Regions from separate parts of the Mus musculus genome. Here regions 2, 3, 4 and 5 are each linked to region 1. The links are chromatin contacts, called in public HiChIP or PLAC-seq maps. All regions are on one chromosome and are shown on one strand. The core of a region is the stretch at or near the end of the contact, and the rest is flanking DNA. Distances in the headings are between cores, read along the strand shown. Region 1 has its middle 7.1 kb from the start of Gm14487. Region 2 overlaps Gm39783 (a long non-coding RNA gene). Region 3 has its middle 18 kb from the start of Gm39783. Region 4 overlaps Gm14488 (a long non-coding RNA gene). Region 5 has its middle 15 kb from the start of Gm14486.

Region 1 (2,564 bases), core at 35-2,534:
GAGTCCACAGTGAGTGTGCCTGGCTGTACCCTTCAGAGGCTCACATCCCAACCTTGCTGTCCTCCAGTGACCCCTGTTGACACCAGGCTGCTGTCATGGTGTTCAGGCTGGAGCTTCTGCCCCCGGCTCTAGCCAGGGGCTTTCTTAGTAGTGACCATCCAGTTGGAAGGGCTGTTCTTTCCATGGCTCCAGGCCTCTGGGTTCTGTGATGTCTGCTTGCCCTGGAGCTGCTGTGGCTACTGTCTGTTCACAGGATTGTGGCCTGCTTACCCATGATGCTCGGGGCAGCCTCTGTGTGGCAGACTGAGGTCTGGATTATTTTCATTTCTCTTCAACCTGTGGCTTGTTGGCATCCATCAGTTCTAGAGACTCATTGGCTGGCTAAGCTACCATCTCAGTCTATGTGGTTTGGGGATAGAGCCCAGGATCTCATACATGGTAGGCAAGGGCTCTATCCACAAGTCATACCCACAGCCCATAGAATCACCTCCCCCCCCTCCCCCGGTTTATCGAGACAGGACTTCTTTGTGTAGCTCTGGCTGTCCTGAAACTAGCACTGTAGACCAGGCTGGCCTCGAACTCACAGAGATCTGCCTGCCTCTGCCTTCCGAGTGCTGGGATTACAGGTGTGCACCACTACCATGAGGCAAGAATCATCTTTAAACATTGTTTCTGTCTACTTCCCTTCTCTCTGAGATTCAATTAAACCCTATCTTTTTTTAGTCTGTTTTTTCCCCCAATCTCTCCATTTTATGCTTCTCTGAAATGCATTTTGGATGTTTTGTCTTAGATGTTTATTTTAGAGGTTTATTTTATGTGTATGAGTGTTTTATCTGAATGTATGTATATGTGTCTACCGTGTGTGTGCCTGGTGCTCTCAGAGATCGGAGGAGGCTGGAATTACAGATGATTGTGAGCTGCCGGGTCGGTGCTGGGAACCTAACCTGAGTCTTCCGCAAGAGCAGCAAGTGCTGAAGAGCTGAGCCATCTCTTCAGCTCATAAACACTTGAAGCATTTTCACATGCCTCGGGTACATGGGGAGGTCAAAGGACAGCTGGCAATCAGTTCTCTCCTTCACCACGTGGGTTTCATGGATCAAACTCAGGCGTCCGTGCTTGGTGGCAAGCCATATTGCTGGACCTGGATATTTCCTTCTGACCTATCTTCTTTTAATCTAATTCTTTCTTTGGCTGAATTGAATCCATTCTCCCACCATCCCTAGATTGTCTTTTCATCCCTTGTTTTAATTGCTTATTACTCAGAGAGGAGATGGAGGGAGGAGGAGGATGTGAGTCACAGGGAGCACGACCCACGATGCCACAGGAAGGAGCTCCATTGATGTGGCTGAGCCCATGGTCCCCAAAGCTTTCGTTCTCCAATTTCAAAGACTGCAGGGAGCCCTAGGGGCTCTTAACTCCTGAAAGGAGGAGGTCTCTGAGTTCTTAAGTGGCCATGTTGTGTAGCTCTGGATGTGGGGTCCCTAAAGGCAGATGGAACACAAGCGAGTGAACAATCCACAAAGAACTGATATCGCAAACTTGCAGCTCTTTGGTTTAATGGCAAGACACCAAAATTCAGATGTGTACAGCACCATCAGCAATGAGTCAGAAATAAAATCTCAGGGCTTTAGTTTATTTACGTACTGGCTTATCATATCGCTGGAGAGCAAATGCAACTACCTGTATGTGCTAGGCTGCTGCTCTACCACTGAGCCACATCCTTGACCTCTGCATCTCCTCGCAGTCATTGTCACAGTCATTGTCACAATCACGTCCAGCACTTCTGGTCTTATTTATCTTTTAATTTTGTGTCTTTATTTGCTTTTATTGTATGACTGTTTTGACTTGCATGTCTGCCTGTCTGTCTGTTCACTGTGTGTGTGTGTGCCTGGTCCCTGTGGACAGAAGAGTGTGTTAGATCCCCTAGGACTGGAGGTACAGAAGGTTGTGAGCCACTGTGAGGGGCCTAGGAACTGATTCTGGGTCCTTTGCAGGAGCACTGACTAGTGCTCATCAGCACCAAACATCTCTCCAGGACACCTCTACTCTGTTCTTTTATGAACTTGCTATATTGTCTTATAGCATTTTTAAAATTAATATATACACACTCTGAGGCAGGAACTTGTTATGTAGCTCAGGCTGGCCCTGAACTCACAATCTTTCTGCCGCAGACTCTTGAGTCACCACACCTGGCTGTTTCTTGTTGCTTTGTGTTCACAGGTGATCGTACAAACTTGCCTTTTATTGGATTTATTTCTTTGAAAACCTTTGGCCAGGTGCAGTAGCTCATACCTGTTGTCCCTGTGCTGGGAAGGCTGTGCTAGGAAGATTGCTGTGTGTTCAAGGCCGGTTTAGGTCGATATCATTATGGAGTGACATCCTGCCTCAAAAACAAAACAAAAAGTAGAGGAGGCTTATCAGGGGGTCTGATGACAGTAGTTCAATCCCTGGGACCCACACAGTGAAAGAGAGAGCTGACTCTCACAGCAAGTGGACCTCTGACCTCTATGTGCATGCCTTGGTACACACACACACTCACACACACATATATACACACAATACAC
Region 2 (2,564 bases), core at 26-2,525, 260 kb after region 1:
CGAGGCCAGCCTGGTCTACAAAGTGAGTTCCAGGGCTATACAGAGAAACCCTGTCTCAAAAAAAAAAAAATTTTTTTTTTCTAAGTATGGTCCTGAGCCCATCCAAGATCTGTTCCCTCTTGAATCTCCCCAGGGCTGCTCACCCATGTGACAGATCTTAGCTGAATATCAGGTCTATTCTCTAACAGAAGTCTCTGAGTCAAGGGTCAGGATCCTGGGGGAGACTGTCCAGCCGCAGGGCAGATCAAGGTGTCATCTCTCCAGATGTGCAGAGCAGAGCACAGTTGGCATCATGGGGCTCTAGGACTGTGGCTGGTTATCCTGAGAGAGTGATGTCACTAGGTTCCGGTTCTCAGCTTCAGCAGCCTTGTGTGTACTGGGGATCCTGACTAAGCTGTTTTTACATGTCTAAAGGGCATTTTTTTTTTTACCATGTTCCTTACATCCTTACATGGGGGCCAAAGCTCTCTCCCTGAAAGCTAGCTCTACAAGCTGAAAGTCAGGTCCTCGTGGCACCAAATCCAGATTAAATAGGAAAATTTGTCCCTAGAAAGACCCTTGGCAGAGCCACCCAGGGAAAGGCCAGTCACAGAGTTCCAGACATGCAGGCTGTAGTCATGGGTCTCTTGGGAGCAGACAAGATCAGATAACACAGGGGTCTTTTGGGTTATCCCCACACTACAGGGCTATACCCCTGACACTAATGTTCTAGAGCCTTCCACCCCAACTGCCCCTCCCTCTTGGTTCAGCACAGGACCCATCCAAGAGCTGTCCCCTCTTAAGTTTTAGGTCAGGCTGGACCTGGGCCAGCCCACACTGCAGAAGGAAGCCACGCCACTTGTTCCTGGTCCAGTTCTCAGCCCCGTGGAACCAAAGCAAACCAGTGGAACTGCCACCCATTTCCCACCTACAGAGGGCTGCGATGCTAAAGCTCTGGAACCAGGCCGCCTGGAGGATGCCCGGCTCCATACTTATTATGGGCTGGTTGGTTGTGGGCAGGTGGTGGGACCAAATGCTCCTCTCCCCCACCCCTGAGGGTCAGAGGAGGACTAAGGAGCTGAAGCAGGCCATCCAGGGCAGCGGCTGGGGCAGAATTCCTTTCCATCCCCAGCAAGGCAGTGACTACATTCTTCACACAGCCCGAGGACAGGGCTGAGGCAGGCTGGGCCTCTAGGTCTGCTGCTTTTCCCAAAGAAAAGCAGTCCTCAGCTTTTGCTGGGTTGCTGGCTGCGTGGTTTGGAGACTACATTTCCCAGTTTCCTTAGTCATGTGACCAAACGCTGGCCAATGGGATGTCAGCAGAAGTTTTCTGTAAAAGCAGAGGGTAGAGCACACACACACACACACACACAGGCGCGCGCGCGCGCGACCCCCCCCCCCCCCCCGACCCAGTCCCATCCCCCTGTCCGATATCTCTTTTCTTGACAAGAACGAGAAGCTGGAGTCTGGAGCAGGAGCAACCATTGTGTACTGTGTGGTTAAAAGCTATAGGATTTCGTTTGGTTTAGTTTTGAGTCAATGTCTCTGTAGCTGCCTTGAGACCCTGCCTCAAAACAATACAAAAGAAAAAATACTTAAAAAAAAAAAAAGAAAGTAGGAAAGGTGGGCAGGGATGTAGCTGGGTCATACAGCATTCGCCTACATGTGCAAGGTCCTGGGTTCAAAGGAAGTGGGGGGGGGGAGGCAGAAAGGGATTGTGGGTACATGCATTTTAGATTTGAGACCCTCATAGCTTCTACTTTCCCTGCAGCCCCTAGTGTAGTTGGGGAGAGCCGAGGACCAGTTACCATCAAATCAAGAAAGAAAGGGCTTCAAAGGATTGAACCTATCTATGCAAAGGGCCAGAGGTCTGTCTCCAAAGGAGGGAACGTTCTGATGGGGCACCGAAGGATGTGTATGAGGCTGGCCACAAAGTTAGCAAGAAAGCTGTGTGCAGGAGAGAGGGTGACAGTCTTGTTTGTTCGTCCGATGCCTCACTCATCCTTGGGTGATCACAGACGTAGCCAGTCCGTGTGACACCACTGACAAATCAGAACAGTGGTTCCTAGGAGGGACTTGAAACCCCAGGCTGGCCTGGGTTTATCCATGGGCTCCCACCCCACCCCAATACATGCCGTGAAACATGTCCGGTGGGCTCCCTTGGCTTCCTGGAGCCCAAGCCCTTGGGGAAGTGGATTCAGCAAGGGCCCCAAAGAGAGCTTGGCCGCCAGAGGAACCAAATGGGAGTTTCCGCTCTGGGAACAGCAAACGCTAGATGGGCCTGCTTGAACAGCCACAGTCCCCTTGTCTGGAGTTCACAGAGGTGTCAGAGGCGGAGCGTCCCTGCAAAGCCTTGAACGTTGCGACCAAGGGTCCTGGAGCGCCCTTGGGCTCCCAGGAAGGACGTGTTGTTGGGAGCGATCCTTCTCTGCCCCCACCCCCCAATCCTTCTCCCAACCCCACGGTCCTGGGAAGACCCGGCTGCGCGGCTCACCCTTTCAAGTCGGCCTGGGAGTCCCCCGGGCCGCCCTCCCCAGCGAGGGCTGGGACATCAAAGCGGCCGCCGCGGGATCCGGTTGCGGAAG
Region 3 (2,564 bases), core at 37-2,536, 230 kb after region 1:
GAAACTTAGATGTGAGAGGCAGTCTGGCAGCCGGAGTGGCCCCTCACCCTCAACATATCTTTACTGGCTATAGAGAGTTCCCAGGCTAGACTTCAGATCATGATGGCCTCGGGACTGGTGGGACATCTCCCATTCCCCAGGTAAAGGTTACCTGGCAGGGAGATCTGTCTCTGTGACCCTCAATTCTTAGTCTAGAAAAAGGTTTACAGCCTGGGCTGTAGGGACACACAAGTAATTCCAGCTACTTAGGATGCTGAGGCAGGGGGATCAAAAGTTGAACAATTTAGGCTGTAGAGGGGACCAAAGCTAGCCTAGGTAAGTTTGGGAGGTCCTGTCTCAGAAATAAAAAAGTACAAAGAAGGATGGATGTATAGCTCAGTGGTAAGGAGCTTACTGAGCAGGAGGGAGTCACAGGTTCAAACCCCACCCCCACAAGGTTAAAGAGAACTAGGGCCAGAGAGATGGCTCAGTTAGAAAGGCCTTGGAGACCTGAATGATGCCTGGGCCCCACATGGTGGAACGCGACCAAGTTCCAGAAATTGTCCTGTGACCTACACACACATGCACACAATAAATGACATATAATAAAATTAATTAGCCAGGCGTGATGGCACACACCTTTAATCCCAGCACCGGGGAGGCAGAGGCAGATGGATCTCTGAGTTCAAGGCCAGCCTGATCTGCAGTTTGAGTTCTAGGATAGCCAGGGCTACACAGAGAAACCCTGTCTCGAAAAAAACAAAGAATTTTTAAAAGTAATTTTTTCTGGCTGGTGAGGTGGCTCACTGATTAAGAGCACCGGTTGCTCTTCCTGAGGTCCTGAGTTTAATTTCCAGCAACCACATGGTGGCTCACAACCATCTGTAATGGGATCTGGTGCCCTCTTCTGGTGTGTCTGAAGACAGCGACAATGTACTCATATACATAAAATAAATATATCTGTTTTTTTTTTAATTAATTTTTTTTTTCAATAAAGGACCTGGGACTGGCTCAGAAGGCAAAACGAGGGTGGGCTGGGGAGGGTGCGCCTTGAAGGCTGGGGTTGCTCAGAGCCATCATTGCTGTCTATGTTGAACTAATTCAGGATGGAGCCCCCGTGCGAGGCAGTGAGAGGGCCTCTGATTCTGGACCAAACCTCGAAGCCCCAGGGAGGAAGTGTGGCGAGGGCAGAGTCAGAACAGCCTGTTCCCTATCCCTTGCTCCGTCGATCCTGGGCACTGCAGGGCCTTTTGAGAGGCCCAGGAGCCTGGGGGTGGGGCTGGATCTCTTCGAGGGCCTGACTCATCTCTGGAGGCGCCCTCCTCCCCTGGGCTCCGAAAGGCCAGCTCTCCAGCGAGTGCCTCCTGCTCTGCTGGGTGGGAACGTCGAGTTCCAGCCAGCCCCGGAGGGCGGTGTCTCGCAGGAACCCGCAGCCTGACCAGCACAGCAAAAGGAGACCTGCAGTCTAGACCTTGCCTTAATGGAATCCTGTGTCCTTAGGGAAGCCGGGCTGCGCGGCTACAGCGAAGGTGGAGTGTCCAGACACACTAACCAGCCCTGCCGGCCTCATTACCTGCCCTCAGAATCTGGTTTCTGGTTGAAGCTCTTGCCGTACAGAGCCAGAATTCAGTGCCAACTTCATTTTCAACCAAACTTTCCCCACCAAGCACATGCCACAGTGCCAATCTCTCCCAGACCTACCTCCTCACCGCTTCCCAGCCCCCCCTGGGGTTTTTGTTTTTAAAAGCTATTTATTTATTTATTTATTTATTTTGAGACAAAGTCTTGCTGTGTAGCCTTGGCTGGCCTGGCACTGCTATATAGATCAGGCCGACCTCAAGCTCACAGAGCCCAGGGCTGTTACATTTCCCTGAGTTGGGGTTACAGGTGGCTAGAGCCACCCAGTGCAGGTCTTGGACTTGAACTCAGGTCCCCTGGAATATCAGGAGTTCCTGCTCTTAACCACTGAGCCACCTTGTCAGCCCTATTTTGCTTTGCTGTTGAAGCAATGGGTTGTATAGCTCAAACCTACCCCAAGTCCCCTAAGTAGCTGATGATGACCCTGAACTCCTGATTCTCTGCCCCCTCGACCTGAGTGCTGGGACTATATGCAAGAGCCACTGTGTTTGGTTTTATGTGGTGCTGGGGGTTGAATTTAGTAGGCCTGTATGCCAGGCTAGCCCTCTACCAACTGAGCTACATCCACAGATAGGATCTTCCTCCTACACAGACCAGGCTAGGCCTGCAATTAGTGATCCTCCTGGCCCCCTTCGGCTCTTACCGCTCTTCTCTTCCCCGTTTGACAGCTGGGCACACTGGGGTTCGAGTATCACCAGCCTAAAGAGTCAAGCCAGGAAGCAGAAAAGTCTAGTTTAACCCAGTGGGGAGTTTAGTTCCCATCTCCTCACTGCAGTCTCTGCTCTATGCCCTGGGGCCCAGGCTCCACCTAGGACAGGGGCATCAGCCTGGTTCATCCCAAGCTCCTTTCAGGACCAAGAGTGAAGCCCAGAGCCTGTTAGCTCCTAGTTAGCACATCAAGTGTGTGTGTGTGTGTGTGTGTGTGTGTGTGTGTGTGTGTGTGTTCA
Region 4 (2,564 bases), core at 32-2,531, 180 kb after region 1:
TAGGGGCCAGAGTTCAGACATTTCCTGGACTGACTGCCTCAGTTTCTCCATCGGCAAATGAGACCACAGCAGACACTGCACAGATCCGGTAGGACAGCTCATGGTAAGGACCTGTCCAGGATGTTGAGCTGGCCAACTGTGGTCTCTGACCACACTGTGTCACAGACCTATCTGCCAGGTGACTGTGGACAAGGCTCAGTCTCCCGGAAGGGCACAGTTGCGCATGCACACAGTTGCACATGCGCACACTCACGCTCTCCTGACCTGGGCAGCTTTGGCTCTTCTGCAAGATCATGCAGATGTCAGGAAGGCCCAGAAACACATACTCAGACTGTGCACATGGACATACTACCACGGTGCACACTGATGTACACAGAAACATGCCAACAGCACACATATCAGTGTACATGGACACATGCCCACAGCACACAAATCCATGTATAAGGACACACACATATGAACACAGATACCAAGTCCACAGCACACACATGCGTGCACATAGTTATGCTCTCACTGTATAATCAGCAATGCACGCAGACATGTCTCCCTATAGAAATTCTCCATTGCACTTGGCCCCTGGGTATGGACAACTGCCCCAGCACCCTACCTCCTATGTATAGACACAATGCCCCAGCACTCTGACCTCTACACAGGGTCACAGTCCAGGTGCTGGTGCACACAGACACATCTGCACACCACACACGGGCCACACAGAGCCAGGCACACTCGCCTGCAGCACACAGGCACACCCACACTCTGCAGCTCCCCGCACGGCAGCTCACACTCCTGCGCACACTCACACCCTTGCTCCGCTGAGCGCCAACTGTTGGCGCGCGGTGGGGGCGGGGGAGGGTGGCGGGGGATGAAGCCCACGACTCAGCGAGGAAGAGGGGCGCGGGGGTGCGCGGGCGGGCGAGGAGATGACAGCCCGCGGTCCCCCTCGAGTCCCGGCTCATGAATATTAATGCGGCGGTAATTAAAATGCAGGGACGCAGCAGGATGGATGCGGTGCCTCCGGAGCGCTCTGCGGCGCGGGCGGGTGGAGCGGCTCCACGGCCGAGGCCGGGCCGGGGACACCTGCGTCCCGGTCCCCTCCACCCCCGCGCCCTAGGGCGGGCTGCGAGCCAGGCCGCCTTCCCGGAGCCGCCTTCCTGCGCGGCCGCTGATGTCAGAGGCTCAAAACTTTCCGCTTCCCGCCCGGCGGCCTCGGGCCCTGAGTCATCGCCGCCCCCGGAGCCCTGGCCCGAGACGTGTTTGTGCAGAACCAGGCTCCGCTGGCCGCGCCTGACGTCAGGGCCGGGGCCGCCAGGCCGCACAGCTGGGACGATGCCACCCCCGAGGGGGGGCGGCTAGAGGAGAGCGCGCACCTGCGGTTCTAGGTTCAGATGCGACGCTGGCTGCCTGACCTTGGGCAGGGCCTTTTTGTCCCTGGGGGACTCTGACTCCCGGATTTGCTTCATAGCAGATGCTCCACAAGTCTGCACAGCCTTGTGAGGTGCCTTGTCTCCTGCCTCTGACCCCACCCAGTACTCCCGAGGCAGGAGAATTGCTGGGAGTTCAAGAGACAGAGAGAAAGAGGGAGAAGGAAAGAGACAGAGAAAGAAGCAGAGAGAAAAAGGGTGTGTGTGCGTGTGTAAATTTAGTTGAGGTGGGAGCATTTTTAATTCCAGCTCTCTGGGGGCAAGAGGATAGTTGTGTGTTCAAGGCCTGCCAGGGCTGCACAGTGAGTCTCTGTCTCAAAACAAAAACAAACAAAACAGTCAAAATCTAGAGAATAAGTGCCTTAGCCTCAACTGATACATCTACAGCACGACTCCTACAATCTAACACTCAGGGGAAACTGAGGAAGAGCAGAGAGATTGTAAGGGCCAGAGAGCAGGGCCTCTACTGGGGGATTGTGTTTTCTATGAATGAATGACAAGGAAGCTGAACCCATGAAATCTCAACAGTATGCTCACCTAAACAAGACCTTCATGATGACGCCATCATCTGACAGACCAGCACACTAGGAGGCGGGGTCTCACGAGGTCCCACCCCGACAAGGGAGCCACAGACAACCAGTGGCTGCTGAGAAAGGGGAGATTCTCCAAGGGTGAGCCTGCAGATAGCTTATCCAACCCCAGGAGGTCAGAAGTCAGCCGGTTGTGTGGGTTTCAATAATAACTAAAGAAGAGGCCATTAATTTCAGAGTAAAAAAGAAAAAAATTGTAGACTTATGAGCTGATTGTGCAAGCTGGGTAAACAGAGGCTGGAAGGAGAAAGGGACCTGGAACCTGGCCAGCTGTTAAGGGATGACTGCAGTTGGGAGCACTACCGATGACAGGTCTGGGTTCAAGTCATGGCCTCTGCTCCTGCCAGAGGTTCCAACCTAGAAGACTTGCTCGGGAAGACCACGCAGAGAGTGTTCCAGAACCTCCAGTTGGCAGGTTCTCGGGCTGTTTGGCTTTGTCCTGTTGGGACCCAACATACAGAGGGAAAACTAGATTAAAACTAGGCTGTCCTTCTCAGAGGCGGGTGGGGTGGGGTGGGGGTGGGGGGCAGCTGCTGTTCCTCACCTCTGCCTA
Region 5 (2,564 bases), core at 45-2,544, 170 kb after region 1:
GTCTGGAGCCATTTTGATCTGAGGTTGGCCAGGGTGTTCCTGTGTTCCTGTACATAGTGGGGACTGGGGGATTCTGGGGTTGAGGGCTTTCTCTTGTTCCTCAACTGTCTCCGACTCTGGTTAGAAAGGCACCTCCGCCATCTGTCATCCCTCCCCCACTCCCTTCTCCGAGGCCCGGCTGTGACTGGGGGCTGGCGTGTCTGGTAAACAGGCGGCTGGCAGGTCCCCAGGGCCTGTGGGTGACAGGCCTGGTGCTGGCACCAACCCCAGGGCAGCATGCCGAGGAGGAGTGGAGATGAGTTCTGGGGACCAGGGAAGATTTCCTGCCATGTCTGAGAGAGTCGTGGCTGTGTCCTGTCCCTGGCTCTCCAGACCTCCGTGGCCGCTATGACTGTCCACCCCTTCTCCAACGCTTCAGCCCCAGCCTTCACATCTTCCCTCCAGCTGCCTTCAGAGAATTCAAGTCAATATCTGGTGTGAAAGGCTGTCGGGTTCTCTCTACCTGGGTGAGGCTAGGCAGCCAGCTCTGTGCCCTGGGGAGCCACACTCCACCACCAGAGAAACTGAGGCCAGAGGGCAGGTGGAAGTGGGGTGCTGAGAGCTCTTAGGACTCCACCCCCAACCCTTCGGTCAGCTCCCTGCAGTGAGGGGCCGGGTGCCTTCGCCTCGGTTGTCTTATCTGGGGAATGGGAGGGAGGTCAGGTCTGTAGGAAAGGGGTCCTGCCAGTCTTTCTCAGCTCCCTCACCTCCCCTGGGGGAGGATGAGGAGGGGCAGGAATCTGTCCAGGTCGGTTCCCGGCTCCCCCTCCTCCAACACGGCGCTGCCAGTTCCCTCCCCTCCTCTCTCCTGCCTTCTGGCTGCCAGCCCCTCCCCACACGGCCCCAGACCCCAGCTGCGGTGTCTTTACAGCTCTGACCAGCCGCTCAGCCTCTCCGACTCCTCCCTCCCTCCTTGCTTGCCTCCCTCCCTCCCTCCTCTCCACTTCTCTCCAACATCCTTCCTCCTCCCTCCATCCTCTCCTCCCTCCTCCCTCTCCTTCTCTCCATCCTCCCTCCATCCTCTCTCATCCCTCCCCCCTCCATTTTCTCTCATCCCTCCTCTCCCTCTCTCCATCCTCCCTCCAACTCCCTCCTCCCCTCCCTCCCTCTTTCTCTCTTTCTCTCCCTCCCTCCCTCCCTCTCTCTCTCTCTCCCGGGGAAGAAAGGTCACGGTGCAGCTGATTACTCAGAGCTCAGTTGCTGTAGCAACCGGCGGGGGAAGTGGGACAGGCTGGCTTTGAGGACGCGCGAGGTCGGCCGCGGGCGGCTGGAGCCGGCGCGGGCCCCGGTGCGCGGGAGGCCGCCTGCAGCCCGGTTCTGCGCGCTGCGGCCCGGCTCCGGGTTGCGGTTTTAATGAGGAGCCCGCGCCCCTCCCGGGACTGCTAGGAGAGAGTTTCTGCTCCTAGTCTCGGTTCCCCCGGCTCGGTGTAGGTATCCGCCCTCCGCCTGGGTTCTGCCAGCGCCTCCTTTCTTCTCTCCCAGCCGCGTGAGAGCAGCTGCCTCCCCCTGCGTGCGCCCACCCACCCCACACCAGCTTTAGCCAGGTGTCCAAGGAGACCCCAACACCCTGTCCATCCCCCTCAGCCTTTGTTATTACCAGGGAGACCCAGCAGGAGACAGGTGCACAGGGGCTGGCTTAAAGACCCACCGTGAGCGAGCCTGAACCTCTCTCTAAGCCCTGAGAGCCTAGAAGACTCGGCTGGATTGCTGGAGAAAGCCAGACCCCTGCTGTCCTTGGCTCCTCTCCAGCTAGCAGCCAGATGAGCAAGGTTAGAAGAGACTGGGTTAGCAGGGGTCCAGCCTTGACAGGAAGGGAAGAGGATCCAATCCCCAGCCTGTCACCTCCACCTCCACCACATACACACACACACACACACACACACACACAGCCTGGGGAAGTGACCAGGCCACTTTAGGAACCGGTTGACATCTTTTTCAAATGTTAAACTATGGCTGGGAGGTGTATTGTCAGAGGTAGAGCATTTGCCTAGAATTAGAGGGAGCCCTGGGTTCAAATCCAGCATCACACCTAAAAATTAGAATACACAGTTATTTACCCCAATCATTCCACTCCTAGGTAAGTGTGTCAGAGATAGGAAAACCAATGTCCGTACAAAGAAGGGTCATGGATGCTCAGGGCGCCACTATTGATACAACACAAATCCCGGAAGCAGCCCAAGGTGTGCCCACCACTCCAGAAGCTGCGGAGCATGAGAGAGCATAGCCTGCTTGCTCAGATTTCTCCAACACTCTAGAAAATGCTACCTGATCTATGAAAGCAGAGTGCAGTTCTGAGGGTGCTGGGGGCCTGAGAAGGACTACAGAGGGGCTCGGGAATCCCACTGGGCCAGGCTGATTGCTTCCTGGGTGAACAAAGGAAAATAGAGGTTCCAGCCGCACAGGTCCCTACTTGTACAGTCACACAGGGAAGAGAGGCCCTAGCACGTGCAAAGGTCCAGTGGCCAGGGTGGGATCAGTGAGGGGAACATTGCAGGATATCCTGTGGCCCCTGTATGACTCTAGCA

Evidence for each region. HiChIP or PLAC-seq counts read pairs in DNA pulled down with a chosen protein or histone mark.
Region 2: an HNF4G HiChIP or PLAC-seq map of pancreatic cancer cells shows a contact between it and region 1. The contact joins two enhancer-like sites. A contact is called at or near these places in 3 of 39 promoter capture datasets (the HPC-7 cell line, second pharyngeal arch cranial neural crest and trophoblast stem cells), 1 of 15 datasets of contacts at CTCF or cohesin (large pre-B cells), 6 of 484 Hi-C or Micro-C datasets (the HL-1 cell line, the N1E-115 cell line, bone marrow-derived macrophages and 3 more), 14 of 115 datasets of contacts at active chromatin or transcription factors (bone marrow-derived macrophages, craniofacial prominence, embryonic basal ganglia and 9 more) and 3 of 9 other capture datasets (adipose tissue, liver and pancreatic islet).
Region 3: a FOXA1 HiChIP or PLAC-seq map of pancreatic cancer cells shows a contact between it and region 1. The contact joins two enhancer-like sites. A contact is called at or near these places in 1 of 484 Hi-C or Micro-C datasets (bone marrow-derived macrophages) and 8 of 115 datasets of contacts at active chromatin or transcription factors (bone marrow-derived macrophages, double positive thymocytes, embryonic basal ganglia and 2 more).
Region 4: a contact with region 1 is called in a FOXA1 HiChIP or PLAC-seq map of pancreatic cancer cells. The contact joins two enhancer-like sites. A contact is called at or near these places in 5 of 39 promoter capture datasets (the C10 cell line, cranial neural crest, frontonasal cranial neural crest and 2 more), 3 of 484 Hi-C or Micro-C datasets (bone marrow-derived macrophages, embryonic fibroblasts and nephron progenitors), 9 of 115 datasets of contacts at active chromatin or transcription factors (SST interneurons, bone marrow-derived macrophages, a colorectal cancer cell line and 5 more) and 1 of 9 other capture datasets (embryonic stem cells).
Region 5: a contact with region 1 is called in a FOXA1 HiChIP or PLAC-seq map of pancreatic cancer cells. The contact joins two enhancer-like sites. A contact is called at or near these places in 1 of 484 Hi-C or Micro-C datasets (trophoblast stem cells), 8 of 115 datasets of contacts at active chromatin or transcription factors (bone marrow-derived macrophages, a colorectal cancer cell line, embryonic basal ganglia and 5 more) and 1 of 9 other capture datasets (embryonic stem cells).

What each region holds. Positions count from the first base shown.
Region 1 is chr2:30,526,372-30,528,935 of GRCm38.p6, forward strand. No RefSeq gene overlaps it. Among named protein-coding and RNA genes, the nearest start is that of Gm14487, 7.1 kb to the right of the region's middle. Within about 2 kb of position 1,285, at least 28 of the 459 cell types and tissues checked have an H3K27ac peak or open chromatin away from gene starts, as enhancers often do. A contact at or near this core is called in the N1E-115 cell line, a colorectal cancer cell line, embryonic fibroblasts and 1 more, where this site is marked.
Region 2 is chr2:30,782,251-30,784,814 of GRCm38.p6, forward strand. Gm39783 (a long non-coding RNA gene) reads left to right here. Exons shown (of 4, transcript XR_001783261.2): 4 at 784-1,368. Gm39784 (a long non-coding RNA gene) reads right to left here. Exons shown (of 3, transcript XR_866114.2): 3 at 1,411-2,564. Among named protein-coding and RNA genes, the nearest start is that of Gm39784, 3.7 kb to the right of the region's middle. Within about 2 kb of position 1,276, at least 102 of the 459 cell types and tissues checked have an H3K27ac peak or open chromatin away from gene starts, as enhancers often do. A contact at or near this core is called in the N1E-115 cell line, embryonic fibroblasts and pancreatic cancer cells, where this site is marked.
Region 3 is chr2:30,752,090-30,754,653 of GRCm38.p6, forward strand. No RefSeq gene overlaps it. Among named protein-coding and RNA genes, the nearest start is that of Gm39783, 18 kb to the right of the region's middle. Within about 2 kb of position 1,287, at least 109 of the 459 cell types and tissues checked have an H3K27ac peak or open chromatin away from gene starts, as enhancers often do. A contact at or near this core is called in pancreatic cancer cells, where this site is marked.
Region 4 is chr2:30,710,965-30,713,528 of GRCm38.p6, forward strand. Gm14488 (a long non-coding RNA gene) reads right to left here. Exons shown (of 4, transcript XR_866106.3): 4 at 2,183-2,450. Among named protein-coding and RNA genes, the nearest start is that of Gm14488, 8.9 kb to the right of the region's middle. Within about 2 kb of position 1,282, at least 343 of the 459 cell types and tissues checked have an H3K27ac peak or open chromatin away from gene starts, as enhancers often do. A contact at or near this core is called in a colorectal cancer cell line, embryonic fibroblasts and pancreatic cancer cells, where this site is marked.
Region 5 is chr2:30,692,142-30,694,705 of GRCm38.p6, forward strand. No RefSeq gene overlaps it. Among named protein-coding and RNA genes, the nearest start is that of Gm14486, 15 kb to the left of the region's middle. Within about 2 kb of position 1,295, at least 344 of the 459 cell types and tissues checked have an H3K27ac peak or open chromatin away from gene starts, as enhancers often do. A contact at or near this core is called in a colorectal cancer cell line and pancreatic cancer cells, where this site is marked.